Linked DNA regions of Sus scrofa: region 2 is linked to region 1. Evidence: chromatin contacts called from public targeted proximity ligation data. All regions are on one chromosome and are shown on one strand. The core of a region is the stretch at or near the end of the contact, and the rest is flanking DNA. Distances in the headings are between cores, read along the strand shown.

Region 1 (5,850 bases), core at 1,682-4,181:
TTCTCATGCAAATGACCAGTTAACATGCATCAGGCGTGACTTAAGAAGCTTCGGAGGCCAGCTGGAAGCTTCCTCCGCAGTATGTGAAACGTGTGAGAGCAGGACAGTCTCTGCACTTGCAAAGCCAAGCATCTGTCAGCAAGTATGTTCACTTATTTCCTGGGTGTTGGAATAAACCAATGGCTACGGCAAAGATAAATACAGGTAACGAAGGATATTTTTACTTCCTTCCAACCATGATTTCTAACAATAAAACAGTATCCCCTCAGAGTCTCAGTCCATTTATTTTTATTACCAAAGAAAATAAAATCTCTCCCGATATGAGTGCTATATGAGATTTATTAGGGAGACTGAGTAGGTAGGTGTGCTTGGAAAACAGCCTTCTCTTCCCTCAGGAAGGAGGGGTCCCAATGAAAAACATTTAGCCTTGCTTGTAAATGTCTATTTAACCAACAGTATGCAGTGAAATTTTTTTAAAAGTAGTAGAGCAGTAGAAAATGATTCTCTGACAGATGTATGTATATTGGCAACCGGAATCCAGGAACTACTCTTTTGAACCATTGTGATACAGGAAAAGTGTATCAAATCATCTAGTTCAGAGTTTCTCACACTTCATTGGACATCAGAATCAGCCCTTGTGAGTCCCACCCCCAGAGTGTGTGATTCTGTGGTTCTGGGGTGGGACACCAGAATTTGCCTTGCAAATAGATTTCCAGATCCTGCCGCTGCTGGTTTGAACCCCCACTATTGAAAATCACTAGTCTAGTATATGTTTTCTACCCTTTTTGGTAAAATATCATTCTTTTTTTATGATTAAAGTATGGTTGATTTACAGTGTTTCTTCAGTTTCTGTTGAACAGCAAAAGAAAAAAACAAAAACCTGATGCTGCTGGTCAGGTGCCTGGGGGGCTTGAGCTGCCTACTCTACCTGCTCTCCTCAGATCCCTCAGCAGACCTGGAGGGAATCTGATTTTCATGGAATGATGCTAATTGCCAAGTTGTAGATAGCACATGTAATTGTTCTTTAGTTTTGTACTTCAGGATTAGGACAAATAATGAAGGACCAACTTCTGGGTATATATTTGAAGGAAATGAAATCACTATCTGGAAGAGGTAACTGTAACCCATGTTCATTGCAGCACTATTCACAATAGCCAAGTCATTGTGTCCATTAATGAATGGATACAATGTAATTACAATAATGGAGTAATAAAGAAAATGTAATTTTTGTACACATGCACACATACATAGGTATACATAATTAATGGAATATTATTCAGCCATGAAAAAGAAAAACCCTGCCATTTGCAGCAACATGGGTGGACCTTAAGGACACTATTGAAATAAGTCAGACAGAAAAAGACAAATACTGGATGTTTTTTATTTATGTGGAATCTAAAAAAGCCAAACTCAACAAAATTTAGTGAAAATAAATAAATAAGCCAAATGCATAGAAATAGACCAGAATGGTGGTTGCCGCAGGCTGGGGAGTAGAAGAAATGGGAAAATGCTGGTCAAAAAGGGTCAAACTTCTATAAGTTCTATATATAATGTACAACATGGTGACTGGAATTGATAAGATTGTATTATATACTTTAAAGGTTTTATTTTTGTTTTTGTTTTTTGTCTTTTTAGGGCTGCACTCATGGCATATGAAAGTTCCCAGGCTAGGGGTCAAATCGGAGTTGCAGCTGCTGGCCTACACCACGACAACAGCAACATGGGATCTGAGTATATCTGTGACTACACCACAGCTCATGGCAATGCTGGAACCTTAACCTGCTGAGCAGGGCTAGGGATCAAACTTGAGTCCTCATGGAAACTAGTTGGGTTCATTACCACTGAGCCACTGAGGGAACTGCCTGTACTTGAAAGTTGTTAAGAAAATAAAGTTTAAATGTTCTTATCACCACGCACCAAAAAAAAAAAAAAAAAAAAAAAGGTAATTGCAGTAATGGAGTTAACTAACCTTCTTGTGGTAATCATTGCACAGTACTTCACAGTATGTGTATCAGACCAGCCTCCTGTATACCTGAACCTCACATGTGTTAAATGTCAGTAAGAACTCAATAAAGCCTGGGAAGAATCAGAAAAAAAATCTTAGAGTTCCCATTGTGGCTCAATGGTAATGAACCCAACTAGTATCCATGAGGACTCAGGTTCAATCCCTGGCCCTGCTCAGTGTGTTAAAGACCTAGTGTGTTGCTGTGAGCTGTGGTGTAGGTTTCAGATTTGGCTCAGATCTGGCGTTGCTGTGGCTGTGGCATAGGCCAGCAAGCGACAGCTCCGATTAGACCCCTAGCCTGGGAACTTCCATATGCTTCGGATGCAGCCCTAATAGGGGAAAAAAAAAAATCTTAAAGGGACACACACACTCACACATTCCCCCCGCCCCCCAATAATGCTTAAGACTCTAGTTTGTCATTAAAAAGGGGGCGGGAGGGGGAGGGAGAAATCAAGCTTGAAGCTTCTTTATCACTTCCCACCTGTTTTTTTTTTTTTTTCCAGATCTCAGCCATGTACTCATCAGTAAATAAACAAGGACAGTCAGGGAACAAATCGGGACAGTCACTTAAAGCACTGGAATCCACCTACACCTCCATCCAAGTGGCTGCTCAGAGGTCGCCCTCCTCCTGTAACGACCTCTATGCTACAGTTAAAGACTTTGAGAAAACCCCAAACAGCGTCAGCACACTCCCAGCAGCAGGGAGGCCCAGCGAGGAGCCGGAGCCGGATTATGAAGCAATACAGACTCTTAACAGAGAGGAAGAAAAGGCCGCCCCGGAGACCAGCAGTCACCGCAGCCTTTGCCCAAAGGAGAATGACTACGAGAGCATCGGGGACTTGCAGCAAAGCCGGGACATCACCAGGCTCTAGCAGCCAGACTGGAGGATGGCTCAGCCAGCGTAGGACCAGCTGTCGGGGACAGTGCCGCTGCAGAAAAGAAGCGACGTCAGCCACTCCTTATATGCTGCTTTAGGAAACGGAAACGATTGGAGACTCCAGAGCTGCTTGTCAGTTTGGGGAACAGTGAAGGTACATACCCTGCTGCCAGGCCCTGGCACACCCCAGCACACTGCCCTTCCCGCCCCCGCTCCTTCTGGAAGGATCTCAGCTGTCAGCAGCCTCGCCCTGTTCATGAAGGAACCTTTGCAGTGCGGAAGAAGGGCTCTCATCACAAACCACAGCTCACCTCCCTGAAACACTGCCATTCTCCGGAGCTGGGGTTCCCTTTTGGCTCTCTGCTCCTAATGGTAAAATGAATGGCTTTTTCCCCCCCTGGAAATCTGATTTATAATGGTTCTCTCCAAGGATGTTCTCCCGCAAGGCTGGGCCTTGGCCTTCAGCACAGGTGTTTGACAGTGGTGAGAAACTGCGGTTGTGGTTTGTCAGCTCCCCGCCCCCCTCAAAGGGCTGCAGCTGGGAATCGGAGCCCAGCGGCTGGGGGCTGCGATGGGGGGGACACCGCTTGAGTTCCTTCGCGCTTCATTCCTTCTGATTTTGGCACTCCATGTGTGCAGCCTCTCCCAGAGTACTTGAAGTCATTTTTAGATGCTTTATTTTATTTTTATAGTCAAAATGTTTTGGTCCCCCTGTATTTGAAAGCCTTCAGAGCCTTTTCAGTATTTTCAGTGAATACTATGGTACTTCTGTACTTGTTTTAGCCCAGAGCTCACTGCTCCAAAACAGAGAGCCTTAATCTCTATCTTGGGACACAGACCACACATTTGGCTGGCAGCCACTGCATCCATCTCCCCAGGGCTTTGGACTTGAATGTGTACTTCTGATGATCTCTGCTGCCACACCAAAACGGAGTGGAATTTCCTAAAGGAACTGCTACCCTAAGGTAATCTATCTGAGATTAAAATATAAACATTTATTTTTCTTACATAAATTTATAAGGTATTTTATGTTTAACGCCTAATTTCTAGAAAGTGCCAGATAAAAATGTATATTAACTACTTTGATTTTTATGTACAATGATTTATATTGTCATTTTGAAAAGACACCATAAAGCACATAAGCTGGATAATTTCAAGTGGCTGTTACCTTTTTTCTTACCAAGTGTTTAAAACATGGAAAGTTTTTAAAGACTCAGTTTTTCAAATGGTACTTGGAGCCTCCTGGTCAAAATCGTCTGGCTCCCTGAAGAAATAAGTGGAGTAAACATAAATGATGATTTTCAGTGGTTTGTGGTGGGCAATATTGAAATGTTTGAAACAGTAAAAATGGAAAGAGGAACAGGGATGACTAGGGCTGACTGTGAATGTTTAACCTCATGAAGGTATTATAATTCCATTAAGTTTGAGCCACGTTTTTAAGAAAAAGATGATGAATTCTGCAGCCCAGTGCTTGCAAATGTAAATTGCCTATTGGGAATTTTTTCTTTCCCTTCATTTTACAAAAATTCATGGCTGAAATCACTCAGATTAAGAGCTCAGCCTGGTTTGAATTGAATCATCTCTTTAGATTTTCTAAAGCCAACATTGGGAAACTTGTTCACTTTTGATTTCCAAAGGAACCTGCTTGAAGTGCTATTATGCCGTGTGGGCTTCAGAAAAGGAGCTTTTCCTTCACTGCTAAAGAAAAAACAAAAAGAGGCAATTACTCTATACCCCTGTGACATCTGTGACTTTTCAGATTGAATAATCTTGCTGTTTTCATTCATTTTGACAAAGAATGCAATTGAGACAATGAAGCATCTTGAAAATTGTAGGGACCAGTTCCCTGGCATGTTTTTTCCATCCCTTGCATTCATGGGCTTGATTTTGTGACTGCTCTGTAATACATTTCTGAAATTGTAAAATAGCTCGGTTGGGGTCAGTTGATTGGTTGTGGTTATTTTTCAATCAGCCTGGTCTTTCCTGTGAAGACTCATGTGCAGAAAGCACAATCATCTTTGATGAGAAGCTCCTGGCAGAATAACCTTGGATGGGGAGGGAGTTTATCAAGAAGGTGCAAGCCCCACGCTCTCGAAATTCACATCTTTCTTAAGCACTGTTTTGCCAGATGATTCTCACTGCTTAGTGTGACTGAATCTAACCCAACAATCTCAACGTCCTGGGGTTGCTTTAGTACCGGGTGACAGCCATGTCACAGTGCCCACTTACTTGTGAATGCTGCAGTTGTGTCCTTTGTGAATACCTGACTGCTCAAAAGTTGTATTTCATGATGTCTTATTTATTGCCAGAAAGTGGGTATGATCTCTAAAAGGCAAGACCATTTCTAGAGCAAAAAGCTTTTTTTAGGTCATGTTATCTTGAAGTTTCATTATCAGAATCCCCCCAGAAATTTTGAAATAAAAGGCTGTGCCATATGGCCAATGAAGTATGCAATGAAATCTCTCTCTTGATTTGAGAAGCTGCACTAAGTTGTGACATAAAGTGTCGAAAGGAATTCTAGGGAGTTGCCTGGTTGCCTAGTGGTTAAGGATCGAGGGTTGTCACTACTGTGGCTCCGGTTCCATCCCTGGCCCGGGAACTTCCACATGTCACAGGCATGGACATCAATCAATCAATCGATCGATCAATAAAAGACCTCTAGGAAAAAAATCCTAAAAGTCCATGAGGGTTGGGATAGGGCTCTGCTCTTTCGACCATTGGGTACCTTACTTAAATATATTTACTGATGTAGCATCACAGTTTTGACTCTATAGTGCAGTATTTCATGAATTCCATCCCTTTTTACTTTATTTGTTGAAAGTGCTAGAATCTTTGATTTGGAAGCCTATGGCTTCTTTTAAAAAAAATTCATCTTGAATTAAATGCTATACAGTTTAAATGTATGAAAACTAATTATCAAAAAAAAGTTTACTGTATCTTTAAAATTCAGCTTTGACATCCATATTAG
Region 2 (6,141 bases), core at 3,048-5,547, 320 kb after region 1:
TACTGAGCTACGACAAGAACTCCCTACCTAGGACATTTAGATTTGTTCTGAGTAAAATGTTGAAGATACAAAGGATGTTTTACCTGTTTAAAAAAGAAAAAGACATGAGACTTATTCTAGTCCTTCAAATTTGTGTGACATTGATGTGGAAGAAGAGTCAGAATTGAGCTCTGTCATCCTGAACTACAGAAGGAAAAGGCTGGTATTGCCTCAACACAAAGGAGAACTTTCTAAACAGTGAATTGTCTAAACAATGAAGGGACTTGGAGCTCCCCTTGTGGCGTAGCTGAAACCGACTAGGAACAATGAGGATTCAGGTTCCATCCCTGGCCTGGATCAGTGGGTTAAGGATCTGGTGTTGCTGTGAGCTGTGGTGTAGGTTGCAGATGCAGCTCGGATCTGGCATTGCTATGGCTGTGGTGTAGGCCAGTGCAGCTGTAGCACCGATTGGACCCCTAGCCTGGGAACCTCCATATGCCATGGGTGCAAAACACGCACCTGAAAAGCAAAAGAAAACAAAACAAAATTCAGGGAAGGGACTCCCTCTGGAGATGAGGAATTTCTCACCATGAGCGCAAAGGGTCAGAATTCACGTGGTCAGGATGCTATGGAAGGTGGTGGTGGCTTCAGATGACCGCCAAGATAGTTTGCACTGGCTGACCCCGAGATAGTTTTCCCAATAGTGAATTCTATCATTCAATCCCAGGAAACTCTTGTGGGTTGTAACTGATCTCTCATATCTCATATGCCTAGAAGTTTGTGATACTTTTTTTTTCTAAATGCATTTATTACCTGATACTTTCTCACAATCACATGTACAAATTTATTTTTTTGTCTGTTTCACAAACTCTTAAAATATCTTCTGAAATCCATCCTTATCAGCCAGAAGTTAGGATCCTCAGCAAATCCAAAAATGTTTTCTGTGCCCTCATACAGATCATTTATAAAACGGACTAAGCGGCAGCTTTACAGGAATGTGGTTGTTCACATGACTCCAGGCAGAGAAGGGACCATTCGGTCCGCCTTGTTTCTTGCCTCTAAGCTGGTTCTCTGTTCATGACAAGGCTCCCTCAATCCCTTGATAATTCCACTTTTTAAAAATAGTCCATAAGGAGTTCCCAATGTGGTGCAGTGGGTTAAGAATCTGACTGTAGAGGCTCAGGTTGCTGCAGAGACATGGGTTCCATTCCTGGTCTGATGCAATAGGTGAAAGAATCCAGTGTTGCTACAGCTAAGGTGCAGGTTGCAGCTGTAGCTCGGATTCAATCCCTGGCCCAGGAAATTTAGTATGCTGTGGGAGCAGCCATTAAAAAAAAAAAAAGCCCACAAGATGGAATCATATTAAAGGCATTTTTAAAGATTAAGGGATCAACTTCAGTGTGTTTCCTGCTGCAATTTGAGATGGTTTGGAGGCTGTGCTTGGTCTGACCCACTAGATACTGTAGCGAAACATCAGTAGAGAAGATGTATGAGCCACTATTTTCACTGCCTCCCCTCTACCCACGTGCATATTTATCTCCTCAAGGATTTATAATAGACAGATCAGGCATAATTTGCTTTTGCAGACATCATGCCATTTGTTTGGTGTTCTGTGGCCCCACAATTTTACCTTCATGAGCACAAAAGAGAAAAAAAATCTGAGCCCCAGTCATCAGTGGTTTCCACAGTCTCTTGGGACTCCTTCTTATAAAATAAAGTAATCATACTAGTATTCTGCCCTTTGGCACAGGGCCCTTTAAAGACAGGTTATATATATTGAGCTCCATACATTCTCTCCTAAGTTTCCTGAAAACAGTGAGTTTCTAACCTGCTGGAGGCAGTGGATCAACTTCAAGGAATCCATTACTTCATTGAAATAAAGTACAAAATCTTGGGTACATGTATATATCCATTGTTCTTTCCTGATTCAGAGCTTACAGCTGAACTACCATGCACAGTGGGTTTCTATTCTTTGTTGTGTTGACGGAAACACACTTGTCCCACTATCCATAAGACTGATGCTGTTTGCCGCTGTTCACTTCTCTTGCCACTGCTGCTACCATCAGACCTGTCACTGTCATCAGGACTTTTGTGAGCATCCATCTTCCCAAATGCATAGTCTCTGACATCTGTCACTAGCAAGCCAGCACAGACCCAGCTCTCGAAGCAATTCAGACGGTGGCCAGAAGTACAGTAGGAACCACCATTGGATGGTACGAGGAAGAGGTGTGTTCGACTTGGCTCAAGATGCTGGGTGCCTGTCCTGCAGGGCTGCAGTGCACCCCAAGCTCACCATGGTGAGCCCTCCCCCTCCCTGCTGCCAAGATGGCCTCACTTCTCTTTACCTTGTGACAAACTGCACTCACATGCCTGGCACTCTATCCACTTGCCTAAGTCTTGCCAACCTCTTTCCCTAGCATGCTGGGTAAAAGCACTGTCATAGCTCAGGCTGCGTAATACCGTAATTTATAATAAATACATGTATATTATACTATACCTTATATATATTTTATATTATATATCCTATAAATATATATAATATATACATATATATATATTTCTCATGTAAATTTGACTTTCATCCCGCAGTTCCTGGCCCACAACTCTCAGAACCCTTAGAATTTCCTGAGCACTAAGAGCAATGGAATAACATTTCGTCTCTTGTCCTCAGTTCCTGAAAATGTCTCAGGAAAGGTGACTTGGCTCTTCCCAAAGGATCAGGGCTGGCTGCCAGGAGAACTAACCATGTGATTAGCGGGTTGGAACTTGCAGTCCCACCCCCTGATTTCCAGGGAGGGGAGAGGGGCTAGAGGTTGAATTACTCTCCAATGGTCAAATGTAATCAGTCGTGCTTGTGTAATGAAGCTACCATGAAAACCCCAAAGATTGGGGTTCAGAGAGCTTCTGGGTTGGGGAAGGCATGGAGATTGGGGACAGCGTCGCACCTGGAGAGGGTATGGAAGCTCCGAGCCTTGTCTTATGTGTCTCTTCCTCTGGCAGTTGGTTCATATCCTCTAATATCTCTGTGTCATAAACCAGTAATCTAATGAGTGAATGGCTTTTCCTGAGTTCTAGCAAATTAATTGAACCTGAGGAGGGGATCCTGGGAACCTCCAGTTTGTAGCCAGTTAGTCAGAAACCCAGTAACTACCTGGACTGGCCTCCTGAGTGTGTGTGTGTGTTGGGGGGTGAGGGGCAGTCCTTTACCTCCAGAATCCAATTCTAGCCCAGGTAGATCAGGTCAGAATTGAGGTGAATTCTCAGACAACCCACTGGCATTGGAGAACTGCTCAATGGCATGGGGAAGCCTCCACACACATACATTGGAGATGGGTCCAGGAAACCCTTTGCCAGCTGCTTTAATGAAACAGACTGAGTGGCTTCAACAACACACATTAATTGCTCACAGTTCTGGAGGCTAGAAAAGCCAAGGTCCAGATGCCAACTGATTCAGATCTTGGTGAGGGCTCTCTTCCTGGCTTGCGGATGGCCGCCTTCTTATTCTGGTGCCTCTTCCTCTTCTTATGAGAGGAATTTATGATGAATTTCAACATGAGCTCCACCATAGTAACCTCCTCTAAACCTAATTATCTCTCAAAGGCTGTGCCTCCTAATACTGTCCCATTGAGAGTTAGAGACCTTCAACATAAGAATTTGAGGACATTCAGTCCAAAACACATACACTGGTGACCAGCTGCCTGGATGGGAACCAAGCACTCACCACTGCCTTTGCCTTACCTCTCCATGCCTCAGTTTCCCCACTAAAAAATGGGGGTAATAGTAGTATTGACCTAGACTTACTTATGAGGATTAATTGAGTTCATGAAAGGGAAAGCTAGAGCAGGGGTTGGATATAGCAAAGGCTACATGAATGTTAACTGTTATGATTTATTTAAGAAAGTAGGTTATACCCTGGGTTTGACCCAGTAGGACCATAATGCGAAGGAGTTATAACAAAGCCAACTCCTGGGAAAATATTGGAATGGTTCTCGGACAGCTCTGAAGACCAGAAATCCTCCGAGAGGCTTTAATTTGACTGTCTTTCTCTCTCTGTACTATGACAGCAAATATAATGGTGCCTGGTCAGGAAAAACACATAGGCGGACCCCTGGTCTTCAAGGAATGTGTCTCAGGGCAGCTGGTGAAAGCAGCAAGCCTGGGGATTTTCCAGCTTTGTCTGAAAGAAACAAGATCCCTGTGTTAAATTGCAAAATCCCCCCCAAAGAAACAGTTCTTGTGGCGAGCACGGCAGGACACCACTCAGATCTCCTTTCAAACAGCTGCGGGGAACACAGTTGCTGGTCAGTCTCTTGCTGCCATTCCTTTGAATCCACCGCAGCTGGTAAGACCTCGCTTCTGTGGGCAGCTCCCCTCCAAGGACCCAGCACGGCAGGGTCCTCAGTACCAGGCCATTCTGCCTGATAAGGGATCCCTCAAATGGGCAGCCCTGCTCAGGACACCCATCAGCTTGAGCTGAGACTTTCTCAGAACGGCTCCAAAGTACTACTTCCCACCCAAGCCTTCTGTCTTACAAGGACAAGTCATATTGGATAAGGTTCCACCTAATGAGCGTGATCTCATTTTAACTCGATTACATCTGCAAAGACCCTGTTTACAAACAAATTCGCATTCACGGGTCCTAGGGGCTAGAGTGTCAGCATATCTTTGCAGGGAATTCAGTTCAACCCATAGCACTACTTCAAGGATTTTCCTCTTGGTGGCCTGCAACTTCTCCCCACCTTCTCGTGTTCACATCTCCCTCTCCCTTCCTAGGCACCTTCCCAGTAAATCACTTCCAGAACTGATCTTGTCTTGGCAGCTGCTTCTTGGAGGACACACACTGGCATAACAGCTATTACTACCTCTCTGAACTTCTAGAACTTTCACCTGCCTGCAAATGAAAGCAGGTGCTTATTTCTCTCTGTGCTGGATGAACCTTCATGGAAACAGCATACCAAGTGAGAAAAGAACTGTTCATGGAGTCAGTGCCGGGTCATATTGTACAGGTTTTTTCTTCCATAATTTTGTCATCATTTTAATTGGCTCATTGTTTCATCAGATTCCAAATAAATCAATTCTTAGTCTGTATGCTTGTCAGTTCTTTATCATAAGATGATTAGTTCAAGTAGGTAAAAAAGCAAATTTATGAGCTTTTCTAATAATTAAAAAAAAAAAGGAAAGAATACAGATAGGGAACCACTAAGCTGTTGACGAGTAGAGGCCTATTTGCATTTGAAATATTTAGAACTTCATAATAGCACAGAATTGAAAGATATATTGACTGGGTAATTCTACCATAGCTTGTAATCAATGTGCTATTACAGAGAGTACACGTACAAACTGCTGCTACAATAGTATGGCAACCTAAATGAGTGAAAAATTACCAGCAGAGGTGGAAATTATTATTTATGTCTGATAGCTATACAGTTGTTTTCAGTAATGCTTTCTACATTAAACATTTATTCCAGCCTCCTAGGCTTATAAGGCATTTATATTGTTTTCAGAAGAAATGCGAAATAGTAGCTACAATGCTTTGCTTCCCCGGGACTGTAGACTCCTCTTGGCTTTCACCTAAGCCCTGTTTGGCATTACTAACCTGTATTCATCTACCTCTTATTACAGGAAACTGGATATGCCCTGGCCAGTAGCCATCCAGCCATGTTACTGATCTGCCACTATGTCCAGCAGTAACCTTTGCATTGTATTCTTGACTATATCAGTTTCTCCTGCTTATTCCTTTGAGAAGTCATATTCCTTGTACACAGAGTGTACACAGATAAATGTGCAATTTTTCAGCCTTTGGGTGTTCAGTAAATAGGTTTAATTTTATAGTGCTTAGATTGTACTGTTATGAACAAGTTTAAGAATGATAGAATTACCATTTTCTAGGAACAAGATACCTAACTGGCAGATTGCATTGGTCTGTCACTAAATAATAGCTGTATGAATCGATGGAAACATATGCTATTATCATGGTTAAATTCTAAGTGAAAGAACAGAGCCAGTGATGTGGTGTGTGTATGAGAATCCTCTAGAGGGCGACATAGATGCTTCCACTTCCCAGAATCTGGACATTCTAAGTGTGTCCTGCAGGACACTGACAAATTGTGGGGCGAGGAATTCTGCCTCAAGCAGTACTATGCACATAGTAGATATTGAATT

The links.
Region 2: a targeted proximity ligation map of skeletal muscle shows a contact between it and region 1, with 8 times the contacts expected there. A contact is called at or near these places in 1 of 47 Hi-C or Micro-C datasets (fetal liver) and 1 of 2 datasets of targeted methods (skeletal muscle).

Annotation. Positions count from the first base shown.
Region 1 is chr4:55,608,265-55,614,114 of Sscrofa11.1, forward strand. PAG1 (phosphoprotein associated with glycosphingolipid-enriched microdomains 1) reads left to right here. Exons shown (of 9, transcript XM_021089173.1): 9 at 2,509-5,850. The coding sequence ends at 2,877. Among named protein-coding and RNA genes, the nearest start is that of ZNF704, 130 kb to the right of the region's middle.
Region 2 is chr4:55,928,799-55,934,939 of Sscrofa11.1, forward strand. The region is part of intron 2 of ZNF704 (zinc finger protein 704); the gene reads left to right. Among named protein-coding and RNA genes, the nearest start is that of ZNF704, 190 kb to the left of the region's middle.